2 separate regions of the Mus musculus genome follow, and region 1 is linked to region 2. The links are chromatin contacts, called in public HiChIP or PLAC-seq maps. All regions are on one chromosome and are shown on one strand. Each heading gives the region's core, a stretch centred on a gene start, on an enhancer-like site or on the middle of the called end of the contact. The rest is flanking DNA. Distances are from core to core; before and after follow the strand shown. Region 1 overlaps Lpin2 (lipin 2). Region 2 overlaps Dlgap1 (DLG associated protein 1).

The links. HiChIP or PLAC-seq counts read pairs in DNA pulled down with a chosen protein or histone mark.
Region 1: an HNF4G HiChIP or PLAC-seq map of pancreatic cancer cells shows a contact between it and region 2. The contact joins two enhancer-like sites. A contact is called at or near these places in 15 of 39 promoter capture datasets (the 3T3-L1 cell line, 3T3-L1-derived adipocytes, the C10 cell line and 9 more), 17 of 484 Hi-C or Micro-C datasets (the C2C12 cell line, the N1E-115 cell line, embryonic fibroblasts and 7 more), 6 of 115 datasets of contacts at active chromatin or transcription factors (the SCID.adh cell line, embryonic forebrain, embryonic stem cells and 2 more) and 2 of 9 other capture datasets (adipose tissue and embryonic stem cells).

What each region holds. Positions count from the first base shown.
Region 1 is chr17:71,190,965-71,193,664 of GRCm38.p6, forward strand. The region is part of intron 1 of Lpin2 (lipin 2); the gene reads left to right. Among named protein-coding and RNA genes, the nearest start is that of Lpin2, 8.8 kb to the left of the region's middle. Within about 2 kb of position 1,252, at least 73 of the 459 cell types and tissues checked have an H3K27ac peak or open chromatin away from gene starts, as enhancers often do. A contact at or near this core is called in embryonic fibroblasts, pancreatic cancer cells and uterus, where this site is marked.
Region 2 is chr17:70,706,120-70,708,819 of GRCm38.p6, forward strand. The region is part of intron 5 of Dlgap1 (DLG associated protein 1); the gene reads left to right. All of the region lies in intron 1 of Gm36746 (a long non-coding RNA gene), which reads right to left. Among named protein-coding and RNA genes, the nearest start is that of Gm36746, 10 kb to the right of the region's middle. Within about 2 kb of position 1,327, at least 57 of the 459 cell types and tissues checked have an H3K27ac peak or open chromatin away from gene starts, as enhancers often do. A contact at or near this core is called in embryonic fibroblasts, pancreatic cancer cells and uterus, where this site is marked.

The DNA of each region.
Region 1 (2,700 bases), core at 2-2,501, 480 kb after region 2:
GCATAGATTTTCTTCCTTGACTCTTGCCTTCCTAGCGACAATACGAGCAGTTTTGTTGCTGATAGTTGATAAAGTTAGGAGTGACTATTTTTGTGTGAATTCTAGTTCATGTTAATAAAAATTGTGAAGCATTTGAAATAATCTTATTCTGTGTATTGGAAAATCCTGTGTGAGAGTTTTAATTGTCAAATTGGTACAGCCTAGGAGTTAGCCTGGGGAGGAGGGGTTGTGCGCCTTGGTTTGGCCTGTGGGCCTGGCTGTGGGGATCATCTGGGTTCCTTTACCTGATGTGGGAAGGCACAACCTGAAAGTGGACTTTGAGGTTTCCTGGTGTGGAGCTGTGGACTGTGCAAAAGTGATAAATTTGCCTAGGGTAACTTCACAGTGTAACTAGTATTTATCTAATATTTAATACTCAGCTAGTATAAGCAGTTTTCACTGCTTATGTCTTCATAGGTAGATAGTGTGCAGAATTACACATGTGCGGTGATTTTACTTTTCCTATACATTTTGTTTTCTTTGTAGTGAACAGTGGTGTGCTGACTTTGCGTGACTCCAGGCTCACATTGCCTGACTGTCAGTGGGGTCTGCGTCCTGTTCTGAGTATCTGAGTCTCTCTCCCGTTGGGTCCCTTGTCCTCATTCTTTACTCAATTTCCTGCTTATCTGGAATTGTTACCTTTGCGGCATTTACTGGGGTTTTTTTTCTTTATTTGTGGTTCTTTCTCTCCTCCTCCATCTCTTAAATCTTCATCTTCTAACTTTGCCTTCTCTTACTGAAGTGCCTTTCTCACCTGGGAAATACCGGCCTCACTCCTGGCCTTGTTTTGTCCCTCACACCTGAGAAGGAAGGTGTGTTACCAGAGTCTGCAGGCCAGAGGGCGCGAGAGCACCAGAGACTCATCGGGGCCTCTGTTCTTGTGAAGTTGAGGAGGTGGCTGGCTGGCGCTGGGCTCTGTTCCTCTGAGTGGGAATGTTTCTGTCTTGCTTGCTGTGGTCCTGTCTGTAGGGGATTCCAGAGGCTCTTGGCATTTTGTCTGTTAGGATTGTCATTGGTGGACCCTTCGGTCGTTCTGGTATGGCCTTTCAAGGACTTCCATGGTTTCAGTTTATTGTTATAGCTCTTGAGATGAGGACTGGGGGATGCCACTATGTCCAAGACCTCACCAGCTTTTAGAGAACTAGTCAGTATTCTGTGGGATGCCTCACTGTAAGTTTTCCTTATTGCTTTCTCATGATAAGACTGGGTTATGACTAAGGAAGACCACAGAGGGTAAAGTACCTTGTGACTCATGGTGGTCATGGCCTTGATCAACAGCAGTTTGAGGTTGTGTGTTTCAGATTTTTCTCTACTGACAACCTAATTTGTATTTTTTTCTATGTATAAGAAGTTTGTAGGGGGGTCGTAAGGGGGGGATGGTAGTGTGTGTGTGGGGGAGGGGGGTTGGCAGCCAGAGGGGGGCTTCCCTTTCTAAGGGGAATTGGGGAAGGACTTACATGAGGGGGCACTGGGAGGAAAGGAAGGGCTGATAATGGGCTGTAAAGTGAATAAATAAATTTAATAAAAAATATTGATGTGTATGCATGCTTTCTCTGTGTGTATGTGAATGCATCATATGTGTGCCTGGTACCTGTGGAAGTCAGAAGAGAGTGTTGGATTCCCTGGAACTGGAGTTATGGGTGATTGTGAGATACCATGTGGTGCTGGGAACTGAACCTAGGTCCTTTGCAAGAGCAACAAATGCTCTTAACTGCTGAGCCAGCTCTCTGGGCCCTATATATTATTTATTTATTTACTTATTTACTTATTTACTGAGGAGGATGTATCGCAGTGAGTGTGTGGAGGTCAGAAGACAACTCTCCAGGAATTGGTTCTTTATTTACACATTGTTAAGGCAGGGTCTGTCTCCCGTGTTTTTGCTGCTGTGCTGGGTATGAAAGCCTCACCCCATCCCAATTCTCTGGTCCCTACCTTCCATCCCCCACCATCCTGCTGGCCCTAGTTTATGTCTTCTAGAAATTACTCTCCTAGCTAATATCTAAAGGGTGGGAATTACCCATGTCATTTTTGAGAGTACAGTATCATGCATTTGGAATTTTATATGAAAAATAAGTATCTCATTCCAGTTGATAAGTTCAGGTTATTTGCTTGCATTGGAATAGATTCATAGATAGCCTCTGCTACTGTTGGTTATGATGTAATCCTGTGTATGTGTATAGTTTGTGAGGGCATTATGACACACTGTGGGCTTAGGTAGCGTGAACAATAGGAATTCATTGCCTCAGAATTGACTCAAGCTAAGATCAAGGCTGTCTGCAAGGGCTGTTTTGTTTTCTTTGTCTTCACCTTCTTTTGTGTATGAATCCATTCCAAATCCCCTGTTTAATGTAAGGACCCTTTTATCTTGGAATAGGGCCCACTTGTTTTTGGAGGTGGGGTATGGTCTCTCTGTGTAGCCCTTGCTATCCTAAAACTCAGAGCTCTGCCTGCCTCTGCTTTCTAAACGCTGGGGTTACAGGCCATGTGCCACCATACCTGGCAATAGCATTTTATTTTGAATATTTTATTAAAAATTTTTTTAAAAACTGAGCTAAGGACCCATTCTGAAGAACCAGAACCAGAGCTTAGATTTCCTGTCTCCATCCCCAGTGAAGGGTGTGGAAACATTGTGTCATTGTGTGGCTTAGCAGGGTGTATAGT
Region 2 (2,700 bases), core at 77-2,576:
AAATGTAAACCCTTGACAGTCAGGAGTCGTGCCTTCTGCCATGATGCTGTTTAATAAATCAATGTGTAATATGAGCAGGGAGGGCACAGTGACCAGATGTCTGTGATCCCGGGACATGAACAGCAGATGCAGAGGATCAGGAGTTCAGGGTCAGCCTTGGTTAGACCTGGAGGCCAGGCTAGGCTACCTGAGAGCCTGTTGTTGTTAAAAAAGAAAAAAATCTAAAAGCAAGCATAGCTGTGTTCAGAACAAAATACTGACTGGGAGAAGGTTCTGTCAGTAAGATGCTGACCTCAAATTCAATTCCCAGAACCCATGTAAATATCAGGCTACAAGGGAAGGTGCCAGGAGACACCCCACACACACAAACGTGCATTCACACACCTGTGTGTACACACACATACACACACACACACACACACACACACACACACACACACACACACATGAACACACTTCTCTTTCCCACCCAGAAGTTGACTTCTTGCCTTGGGTAGGGTTGCTGTATTGATCAAGCCCTGATGCTTTCGCCCCGTGTGGACGGTACGCAACTGTTTATTACTGGACACGTTTTTACTGAACAGAAGCCTCATCCCAGCGGCTGCAGATGCAGTTCAGGAATATTCCATGCCCTTGCCTTCCCATACAGTCGGAGAAGCTTGACAGCAGAGAGGCATCCAACACCTATCACGAAGCAATCGCTGAAGAGAAGTCAGGAAAGGTTTTCTAGCCCGGGCCACTTTTGAGTTGACTGAAAAGAAGCAGGGTGCAGTAACCACACGACCACCAATATTAAAAACCAGCAGATTCAAATCTGACTTATTTCTTTTCGAAGCTTCTGGAACATTCAGAAGGCCAGGCACAGAGTGGGGAAGGAGGAACTTTAATTCCGAAGTTCCCTCCCAGGTCTGGCTTAGGGTTTAAAACTGCCTTTCAATCCTGTACTGCCAAACTTCTCCATGTGCGGAAAACTGGAAGCTCCGCCTTTCATGGATGTGATTGACGGCTCTGGCTTCCTGGGCAAAGACGTAGTAACAGCACATGGACGCCAGGGGGCAATACGGTCCCGCCGAGGACTTGGGAACCTGAAGCATTTGTGACATCTCTGTACCTAAAAGGAATCCTTTAGAGTACCACGAAGGAACAAGAGCACTCTAAATGCACTTTCACCGGAATAGCCCGTCGGCACCGGTGCTGAGCTGCCATCTCTGCATAGTTTGTTGACTTTGCTTAATGCAGCTGCCGGATCTTTTCTGCCCTCTTGCCTAGTAAGTCCTTGAGCCCCAGCCAGCCCCAGCCAGGTCGTTCAAGGTGCTACCCGAGATCAGGTCCTCTGCCTGCATACAGAGTCAGCTTCCATGCCCCTGCGGCCCAGCCACTGCAGCGTTTCAGGTCATTCCAGTCCCAGGCATCATTTTGTTTCCAGTTCGCAGCTGCCAGGTGTCTGCCCTCACTTAACCCGCAAGGATGAAAGATCAAAGGTGTGCCTGCATCTGCCTTCTGTCCCTGCGCTTTCAAATGGTACACATTCAAAAGATATAAATGCGGTATTGTGCACCCTGGAGGGAGTGGTGGGGCAAGGATCAGAGGTGGCACCGGGCACCGGTTCAGAACACGTGGCTATTAGAAAATGAGGAGAGCAATCTCTGCAGCTCCGAAGCTCTGACCTGGTGAAGCGTGTTCAACTTAAAAGACAAAGACTTTTTTTTGCGAGTGGATGGACTCCCCCTATCTCCAACTACAGACATCGGGTCCACAGAACCAGGTGGCGAGTGTGACTCAGTGGTAGACCGCCTGCCTATGGGAACTGAGCAAGCAGGAAAAATAAATGAATCTCACGGTGTTAAAGCATCCACAAGGCTAGCCCAGTGTGCTCGTGCCTGTTGGAGACAGACACTAGCAGATCTGAGTTCCTGGCCAGTCAGGACTACTTAGTGAAACCTTGCCTTTGAAAAAGAAAGAAAGGGGGAGAGGAAAGAAACAGAAGGAGGGAGGGAAGGAGGGAGGGAGGGAGGGAGGGAGGGAGGGAGGGAGGGAGGGAGGGAGGACCCACAAAGCTTGGTTAACGCTTGGAATATTGGAAAGCGGGATGCTATGAATCTGGACCCCAAGTCCCTTGGGCAATCTTTAGCCCCTTAACAGTCATTCATTGCCCACCCATGTTTGACCTTGTAACACCCTTGTGACTATTCAGGTAAATCCTTCTGGAATGTTCTAACAGGCTACACGCTTCCTCCAACCCAGAGGCTAAGAATGCCATCAGATTGCACCTAAGATCGGAGTTATCCCCCTCAGCAGTCATACCTAATAGTCTCACCAATATATTTTTTAAATGTCTTGATTTATGACTTTGTTCTGTAACTATAAAAACTTCATCAAGCTGGGCAGTGGTAGCACATGCCTTTAACCCCAGCACTTGGGAGGCAGAGGCAGGTGGATTTCTGAGTTTGAGGCCAGCCTGGTCTACAGAGTGAGTTCCAGGACAGCCAGGGCTACACAGAGAAACCCTATCTCGAAAAATAAGAAAAAAAACAAAAACAACTTCATCAAACTGTTAGCACATTGGAGAGAGGCATCTACCATGGCCATTCATAGCTGGCTCCAGAATAAACTCTCATTCCCTTTGAGGTGAGAGCTGTGTTTTTGTGTCAAGGCTCTGGATTCCACGCCCTACACAGTTGTGTGTGTGTGTGTGTGTGT